2 separate regions of the Sus scrofa genome follow, and region 2 is linked to region 1. The links are chromatin contacts, called in public Hi-C maps. All regions are on one chromosome and are shown on one strand. Each heading gives the region's core, a stretch centred on a gene start, on an enhancer-like site or on the middle of the called end of the contact. The rest is flanking DNA. Distances are from core to core; before and after follow the strand shown.

Region 1 (4,879 bases), core at 175-2,674:
GGATCTGAGCCATGTCTGCAACCTACACTACAGCTCACGGCAACGCCGGATCCTTAACCCACTGAGTGAGGCCAGGGATCGAACCCACAACCTCATGGTTCCTAGTCGGATTCGTTCACCACTGAGCCACGATGGGAACTCCAGCAATTTTTAAATTCTTAAAAGCTAAAACAATGTAAGAAAATGCAGCCGTTCTTTTGGTGTTTTTTGTTTGTTTGTTTGCTTGTTTTGTTTTTTTTTTTCTCTTTTTGCCTCTCTGAGGCTGTGCCCATCAAAAAGAAGATATTCTGTAAATCTTTGCAGGTTAGTTGTTTGGAATGAATGCCCAGAAAATGCTGAAGAATATGTAAGGAGGCAAAGGGGAGTGACAGAGTCATTCACTATATTATTATTGCCTTCTTTGCTATTTATAAGATTTTTTTTTAAACCTGTGGCGTTATTTGCCTTGAAAGCCCAGTTTTTATTAACCATGGTCACATTTTCTCTCTCATCCCTCCTTCTAACCCTTGCTATCCATTCCCCCAACACTTCAAATTTATTGTCAAAAGGTGTTCCTTTAAAGACTTTTTAAAAGAAATGTAATTATCTATGGCTCAGTGTCACTTTGAAAGTGGTCCCTTGGTATTTTCTGGAGGCTGCAAAATATGTTTAATTTCCAAACCTTCTTGGAAGTCACCCAATAAATTCAGGCACGGAGGGCATGGTCAGAGTACAGGGTGTGTGAGGAGATCACTCTGCAAGTTGGCCGGTGTCGTTTATTATAGGCAATCCAGCAGGTGCGTAAATAACTCCTACTGGGAGGTTTTCCGCTCAGCTTCCCCAAATGGCTCCATTTCAACATCCAGCAGTGACGCTGTATTCTCAGAATTGGATTAGCTAAGCACTGGGCAAGGTAAAACCCACTAGCATGATCCAAAGGAAAGTTTGCTTCTACATCAATAGCACTAGTATGAAATAGACTTTTGTTGATTAAAAATGGTAGGATTCACCAGCTAATTGAAAAATCCAGTTCTTTGAAGTGCATGTGCACATTTCATGTTACATAGCTCAATTCTATGTACATTTCATGTTGGAAAGTTCAATTCCATGTATGCCATTTTTCAGCCCTTACTAAGAGTCGGACCTTATGCTGGTTTCTGTGGAGAATAAGGAGATGAGCTTGACCTGGCCTCGGCTTTGGTAGTTCACACATTTGTAGGAAGACAGTGGCAGATGTATCCCTCATCACAGAACAGACTGAGAAATTAGAAATGCAAGCAAAATGCTGTCGGGTTAGAAAGGAAAACTTAGAGATGCCTCTTGGTAGAGGAAGCATGAAAACTCGGCATTCTTGTATTCATTTTTTAACAGACAGTTATGGAATGCCAATGGGTTTCATGCCCTATTCCATGAACACTCTGAGAGGGCCAATTTTGGTTGTTTAATTATTTACAGAAGAATAAAGTTCAACAGGCAGAAAAGGGAAGGGGGGGCATTTCGGGCAGTAGGCGTTGAGTGGAAGCCTTGAGGCTACAGGGCAAGCCCAAGCCACGGGCAGGAGTTCTTTGTGGCTCTGATCCAGGATGTGTGTGTGGGACCGAAGGATGGCAGGGGCTGTAGTGAAGGAACAATTTTTTCCCAGGGGGTCTCAACCCTGAGATTCCCTGATTCTCCAGGCATCAGAATCACCTGGAGAGTGTGTTAAATTACAGATTGCTGGGTCCATTCCAGCGTTTCTGACTCAGGAGGTCTGGATTTGGGCCTGAGAATATGCATTTCCAACACATTTCCAGATGTTGCTGATGCGGGGACCACACTTTGAAGACCTCTACTTTATCCTGGTTTGCCCTGGATAAAACCTGTTAGTTGCTGACCCAAGAGCCATCCCATCATCCCGGCTGCCCCAGCCCTGAGTTGTTCTGGTAGCACAAAGAGTCTTTGATTTCAGTATTAGATTTCCTACCCCAGGGCCAGAAGATGATGATGATGAGCCTAAACCAATCACGGTAATCTCAGTTCCCTTGGCCATTGATTGATGTGAATGTGGGCAAGTACCTGCAGTGTCTAAAGACAGGTAAGGATAATCATCTAACAGCAACTCACAAAGAGAAGGGCTTCTGCCTTTTGCACTTACTTCCTAAATCTCTATATACTGTTGTAGTTACACTGGCCATCTTTGGACCAAGAGATGACAAGGATGAGGAAGAGAACCAATATGGCACGGATGTCATGGCAAAGATACAGAAATAACCGGGGTCCCCAAAGGCATCATTGAGCTGCATTCCCTGGACTGTCTACCTCAACCTGTCCTTGTGTGAGACAAATACACTCTTATTTGTTGAGGCTGTCATAATCCATTCTCTTGTTACTTGCAGCCAAACACACTCCTAACTGATCCAACCTGTTCTAATTCTGTGATGTGGGTGGCATGGGTGATATCAACATCATTTTAGAGATGAAGGCACTGAGGTTCAGAAAATGAAGGTGACGTAATATATAGTGATAGAGCTCAGATTCCGACTCAAGATTCCTGATTAAAAGTCCTTGGCATTTTGGCAACTCAAAACTACAATGTGGTATCATCTCATACCAGTTGAAATGGCCATTAGTAAAATGACCATAAATATTAAATGTCGGAGAGGGTATGGAGAAAAGGGAACCTTCCTACACTTTGGGGATGTAAATTGGTGCAGCCACTATGAAAAGCAGTATGGAGGTTCTTTAAAAATGTAAAAAATAGTGTTGCCATATGATCTAGCAATCTCATTCCTGGGCATATATCCAGAGAAAACCATAACTCAAAAATATACATACACTCCACTGTTCATAGTAGCATTGTTTACAACAGTCAAGACATGGAAACAACCTCAATCCATTGACAGATGACAGATAAAATGACGTGGTATATAAACACAATAGAATACTACTCAGCCATAAAAAGAATGAAATAATACCATTTGCAGCAATATGAATGTACTTAGAGATTATTACACTAAGTGAAGTAAGTCAGACAGAGAAAGACAAATACCATATGCTATCACTTATATGTGGAATCTAAAATATAATAAAATGAGCTTATTCACAAAATAGAAATAAACTCACAGACATGGAGAACTTATGGTTACCAAAGGGGAAAGGGGGTGAGAAGGGATAAATTAGGAGGATTTAGCAGATACAAACTACTCTATACAAAATAGATAAACGACAAGGTCCTACTGTACAGCACAGAGAACTATATTCTGTATCCTCTTACAAACCATAATGGAAAAGAATATGAAAAAGAATACATATATAGACATATAACTGTGTATATATATATTATATATAATATATACATATATGTATATATATTACCAGAAACTACCACAACATTGTAAATCAATGATACTTCAATTAAAAAAGGTTTGGCGTTTTCCCACTGACCTATAGCTCAACCATTCTAATTATGTCTTCTAACTTATATACATATAAGTTATATACACGTTTATGTATATATAGATACGCATATTCTTTTTCTCTTATATTTAGGAAGAAGAAATTAAGTGTCTGTTCTGAGCTTACTTGTGTCTCTGTTGTCAGCTATCTAACTTCTGATTGTCATTTATTAATGATTTAAGTAATTCATTCCTCCCATATTTACATATGTAGGTAATATATGTAACCTCTGAACTTTGAGCTTTTTTATAGTGGACAACTTTGCATTTGTTCAGATTTTGTTCCTTACAGAAAGAAGCAGTTCAAATTAACTTTATGTCCTACCTTTTTAGGCACGGGCTTCAGTTATACTCTTAAATTTTTGGAGACTTTGAAACATTAATCACGCAAAACTTATAGAGCAATACTAAGATTCTTCCAGAAAATGCAGCTGGACCCAGACTACTGTGTAAACCAATCTGAATGTCTGACTTTGATGTATTTTCTTAGCCCACCCACCCATTCATCATACTCAGGCCCTCCCAGCTCTGCTCCCTCAAGCTGTCAAGATTAGTGCCAATTTACTGAAGAGACCCGTCCCCCACTCACCCTGACACATAGGTCTACTCCTCCATTACCTGGTTAGGACAATGGGCCCCGAGGCTTCTGAACCCCCTGGGAAGACTGAAATCCCATGAATTATGAGCTCTTAGATCAGAGCTGGGTGTTTACGACGGAGCCCTAAGTTAACTATCATCACTAAGAATATTTCCTTTAGTATACGAAGAAATGCTATTATTTAGCTCAGCCAAATTTTCGTAAGTAGTTCATCCACTCATTAGGCAAATTTGCACTGAATGGTGTACATGCTGCAGTGCTATCAATACCCTCCACTTATACAGTTACTTATCCACAGTTTATGAAAGCGCTTTCACAGCATTAGGGGCTGGGAACTGAGTTACAAGGGAGAGCAAAACCAGTGCATATTGATCAGATATCCTTATTGGTCATAGACGTATTTATAGTTAAAAGAACATGTATACATGCGGTTTTCCTCTTTTCATTACTATGATATGTTTACATAGTTCTGTGTATATGTACATATATGTTGTTGCTTGGATCTTACTACGATTTTCTGGTTGGAGATTCTAACTCCATAGCTTCTCATTTTCTTAGTGTTACTATTGGTAACACTGCAAGGAATCCATGGGATGTGCTGTCTTCCCATCCAATAAAGAAAAAGGGATTGATACATCCCCTTCTATTCTGAGCTTTACCTGTATCTCTGCTGTTGGCCACCTGGCTTCTGATTGTCCTCATTAATTAATTAAGTAATAATTCCACCCAGATTTATGCAGCACCTACGTTTGGCACTTTGGAGTAGGGAGAAATGAATAAGCTCAGAATGCTGTGTGAAGAGGCTCATCCAACAGCAAGAGAGGTAAAATGTGCCCAAATAACTGAAAGATGACAGAGCAATCGAATG
Region 2 (4,616 bases), core at 1,511-4,010, 110 kb before region 1:
AGTGGGGTTTCAGCCCGCCTAGCAGCCCTTGGGGTTTGCATTATTGCTCTGAAGATATCTGACGAAGAACAGAGCAAGAGGGGTGCCCTGCCGCCTACAACACACAGATATCTGTCAAGGGAAGGAAGGGGAAAAAAAAAACCAAAAAACACTGAACAAACCCTCCATTCTTGTCTGTGCCATTTTCCCACGTCAGGAGCAGACTGTGTTGAAAAATTTAGTTTTCTCCTTTCATGTTGCTTTTCACTGCACTCTGGACAGAATGCCTTTCTTTCCCCCCTTTTCTTTGGCAGGATCCTGACCAAGCCTATAGAAAAAGAATCTTTTAAGAACATATATATCTATCTATCGATATACATTCAGGCTCTGACAGTGACACAGAACTGTAGTGCCTCTTAATTACCCAGGAAGTGACAAGGTCAAGAGGTGTCTGAAAGCTGCCTTGTGGTTCTGGGCATTGATTTCTCACCATTGTCGCTGCTTCACTAGCTAAAGTGAAGGCCACAGTGCCTGGGCTTTCTCCACTGTTTGGATTTCCTCCTTTCTTCCTCCCAAACTAATTTTTTTTTTTAAACTTCAAAAGAAAACTACTGGTATTTTGGATTTTGTTTTCTTCTTTTTGGCTGCACTGGTGGCATGCGGAAGTTCCCAGACTAGGGATTGAACCTGTGCCACAGCAGCAACCCAAACCACAGCAGTGACAACGCTGGGTCCTTAACCTACTGAGCCACAGAGGAACTCCCAATTTGGATGTTGATTGGAAATTTGTGAAAGCAGATTGTGTTTTGGGTTGACTGACCAGTCCTAAAAATTGCTGTTTGGGTGCTGGGGGAGGAAGTCAAGTTCTTGCAAAGTCCCCTGCGCGCGCGCACATACACACACACACTGCTTTCTGACTCCTCTCCTCCACTTTCTTTCTATTATTTTTGGACTTTCTGGGAGAAGATTTTTAATGCCCTAGAGTAGTCATTAGCTTACAAAAACAGAACTGAAGGCGTTTCTGGAAACTTCAGGTCAAAGTTGTAGAAATCTCTGTGAAGTGCTGTTGAGTTGTATTTTCGGACAGAGAAGCCAGAGCCTTCTCTAGAGAAATCAGAGAAATTAGTGCACAGTCTTACCTGAGTATGTTGATCTTCGGTTAAAAACCATGGAAAGTGATTTCATCGCTGTAGTAGAGAAATGGTTAATTCTCATTCTGATATTAGAGTTCTTCAAAATGTTACCGAGTCCTAGTGGATGTGAGAAATTCCACGGAGAAGAAAGTCAGAACCAACAGCACGGAGGTCTCCAAGCCTTCATTGTCCACCTCAGAGAGGGCTGTTCTGTGCAAATACCACTCTGAATCTTCTAGCACTCTCGGGAAGGAGTCGGAGTGTACCATTTTCCTCTTCATTGTACAAAGGACACCTTGGAAAGTTAGGGCCCTAAATCAAATGGTGCTAAACATAGAAAGAACCCAGAATGAGAGAGTGCTTACCTCTCGTCGGAAAAGTCTTAGGCTTGCCTCCTGAACCTTCCTGCCTTTCATCAAAGATTGAAACATACATAAAAGTTTTAGGGATAAAGGCCAGAGTGAGGAGTGGGGGTTGGGAGTCAAGGTAGAGTTTTAGTCTCACTCTACCCCTGATCTTTCGCATCATACGTTCCCTTTCCAGACCTTGGTTTCCTCATTGGAAACATAAGCAGTTGGCCTGGGGGCACCTCCCATTCAGCTCGGACCCAAAGAACAGAAACAAGAAAGACACTGACATCTACTTCTGAATGCTAGTAAAAACTCCACCGCTTAGGTTAGGGCCAAATTAAAATAGAGCTGGCCCTTTGTCATCTATTAATAGTGATTGCACAGGACTTGAAATCCAGCCTGAGTTAAATATTTTCCATCCCTCTCCCTGAGATCAGAAGTGGGTTGTGGATAGATAGACAAGACATAGAAGCTGTTGAATAAACACTGAACACATAAAACATGAGCATGTGCAGATGCCCAATATGGCTCATAATGCTAGAAAGTGGTACCAGCTGGGAGTTCCTGTCATGAATCAGTGGTTAGTGAGCCCGGCTAGCATCCACGAGGATGTGGGTTCGATCCCTGGCATTGCTCAGTGGGTTAAGGATCTGGTGTTGCCATGGGCTGTGGTGTAGGTCACAGATGCGGTTCAGATGCCATGTGACTGTGGCTGTGGCTGTGGTGTAGGCCAGCGACTACATGTCTAATTGGACCCCTAGCCTGGGAACTTCCATACGCTGTGGGTGGAGCACTAAAAAGATCAAAAAAAAAAAAAAAAAAAGAAGAAGAAAGAGAAAAAAGAAAAGATAGTAGTACCCGCCTGTTAGCAGTCCACCTGACAACTCATATACCCTCTATCTGTGCCTCCATTCGTGCATCCTCCCTCATGCCCACCCATCCACCCGTCAGCTCACCAATATGCCAGTCTGGCCAACTCATTCATCCATACACTATTTGGGAGATATGTAGTGGTGTATACACACAGGAGACAGTCGGGTGGTTTAGAAAAGTGCCAGGGGGCTCAGATCCAGGGAGAGAGCTTTCTAGCTGGAGTCTTTAGAGAAGACTTCATGGTGGAGCTGACATCTGAGCGAGTTTTGAGGGATGGGTAGCATGTGAGGAAGAAGGGATATGGGGAAGACAGTATGAGCAGATATACAGAGATAGGAAAGTCCTGTGTAGGTCTGGGGCACAGTGAGTCGTCAAGAAAGAAGGTCAAATAAGAGAGAAGACTGATGAAACATTAACTTTGGGGATCAAAGCAGTTCAGAAGAGTAGGCAGCAGGGTTTCGAAGGACCTTGGAACCAGCCATTTTTACAGTGGAGAGAGTGCCCGTGAGAAGGAAGTGGAGGAGGGGGGAGGGAGCGAGGAGACAACGAGCACATTTTTTATAGGAAAGGGTGTGCGAATAAAATATGGAAAAGCAAAAGGAAACCCTGTGTATTGTATGTCGTTTTAAAACGCCTTACCTTCAGTCTCCAAGAGTTCTCCAAGGAACTCTTTCCAAAATCAAAAAGTCGGAGTTCCCATTCATGGTGCAGTGGAAACGAGCCTGACTAGGAACCATGAGGATGTGGGTTCGATCCCTGGCCTCGCTCAGTAGGTTGAGGATCTGGCATTGTGTAGGTCGCCGACACGGCTCAGATCCCATGTTGCTGTGGCTGTGGTGTAGGCTGGCAGCCACAGCTCTGATTCGATCCCCAGCCTGGGAACCTCCATATGCCATGGGTGCGGCCCCCAAATGGACAAAAGACAAATAAAATAAACACCACAACTGAAAAGTCAAGGAAACTGGGTTGATAAGAGACTGATGAAGGAGTGGGAGGTAGGAGGGTATGAAAGGAATTTCAGTGCTTTTGTGTGTGTGAGACAAGAGCCTTTCCACCTTCCTGCACCTGGCCCTCTTATGCTGTTTCTCAGTAATTGCACACAGGGAGGCTGGAGTGGGTGGAGCCCACTGCTGTGCCCTGAGCCAGATGATTTTCCAGCCTGGGAAGTACCGTCTGGACCGAGGGCTGGAGGAAGAGCAGAGACCTGGGCTGGAATTCCGACTTTACTCCTCAGGAAGTGCAAGACACATAGTTGCACAGACTCTTTAACATAGTATCATCAATGTGTTTCTAGCAAGGATTCTTTTCAACGACATGTGAAAAAAGAAATGAGCCCCAAACATCAAGTCCTCCAAACAGGTTGGCTCCCTCCCAGGTTATCTCATTTTATCCCCAAGATAGTCCTCTGACCTAGGAATTATTTCCCTTCTTTTGCAAATAGGATAACCGAGGCCAGAGAGGTTGAGTAATGTTCCCAAGATCACACAGCTAGTGAAGTGGTGGCAGAACTGAGTCCCAAACTCAGTACACTGGAGGACAAATGAGTCACTTATTGATTTTTGTGCTTTAGTTACAAGAGTTCAGTTAGAACTCTTGGAGTCAGGGATTCCTGACAGCTCCGGGCTATTAATCAGCATTGGTCTCTGTAACATATATTAAGATATTAAGCAGAAGAGGAACGGAAGGTGGTGGAAGGGAAGGAGCATTGGAGGAAGATACAGGTGGAGAGAACAAAGGGGCAGTGACTTGGCAAGTTCCTGAAACGAATTCTTCCAAAATGGGGAAGGGGAGTGGGGGTGATGAGGAAAGATGAGTCCAGCTGTGGGGGTGACAAGGACCAAAGGCTTCTGCCTCAGTGCCCCCAGCTGCCTGGCCATACCCTGGCCTGTTGCGGGGGAGGTGGCTTAGTAACCACAGTTTCCAGGAAAGCAAATACTGCCTTGTTGATTTTGCTAAAGAGAAAATAAGAGAGACACAGTTTACTCCCTAAGGCCCCTGCGCTGAGCCTGCTGCTTTGCAGCCCCTGTGCCGGGCTATGGTCCTCTGCTCCTAAGATCCCTTCAGTGTTCAAATGAAGGGAAACCCAGGCTTTTTAGGTGCAGTGCCTTTTTCTTTTCTTGTAAACACTGAAATGCTCACATCTGAAGTATTCTGTTTTGACCAAGGTATGTCAAGGCCTAGAACATTCCTATCACCCTACAAAGCTTGGCTTGGGGTTCTTCCCAGTCAATCTCTGCCTCCCCAACAAGCATGATCTGGTTTTTATCACCATTGGTTAGTT

The links. A called contact is a pair of places that touch in the nucleus more often than the background predicts.
Region 2: a Hi-C map of liver shows a contact between it and region 1, with 1.7 times the contacts expected there. The contact joins two enhancer-like sites. A contact is called at or near these places in 1 of 5 promoter capture datasets (liver), 5 of 47 Hi-C or Micro-C datasets (liver and skeletal muscle) and 1 of 2 datasets of contacts at active chromatin or transcription factors (skeletal muscle).

What each region holds. Positions count from the first base shown.
Region 1 is chr13:130,956,811-130,961,689 of Sscrofa11.1, reverse strand. No RefSeq gene overlaps it. Among named protein-coding and RNA genes, the nearest start is that of HES1, 180 kb to the left of the region's middle. Within about 2 kb of position 1,424, at least 6 of the 83 cell types and tissues checked have an H3K27ac peak or open chromatin away from gene starts, as enhancers often do. A contact at or near this core is called in liver, where this site is marked.
Region 2 is chr13:131,070,730-131,075,345 of Sscrofa11.1, reverse strand. No RefSeq gene overlaps it. Among named protein-coding and RNA genes, the nearest start is that of HES1, 63 kb to the left of the region's middle. Within about 2 kb of position 2,760, at least 14 of the 83 cell types and tissues checked have an H3K27ac peak or open chromatin away from gene starts, as enhancers often do. A contact at or near this core is called in liver, where this site is marked.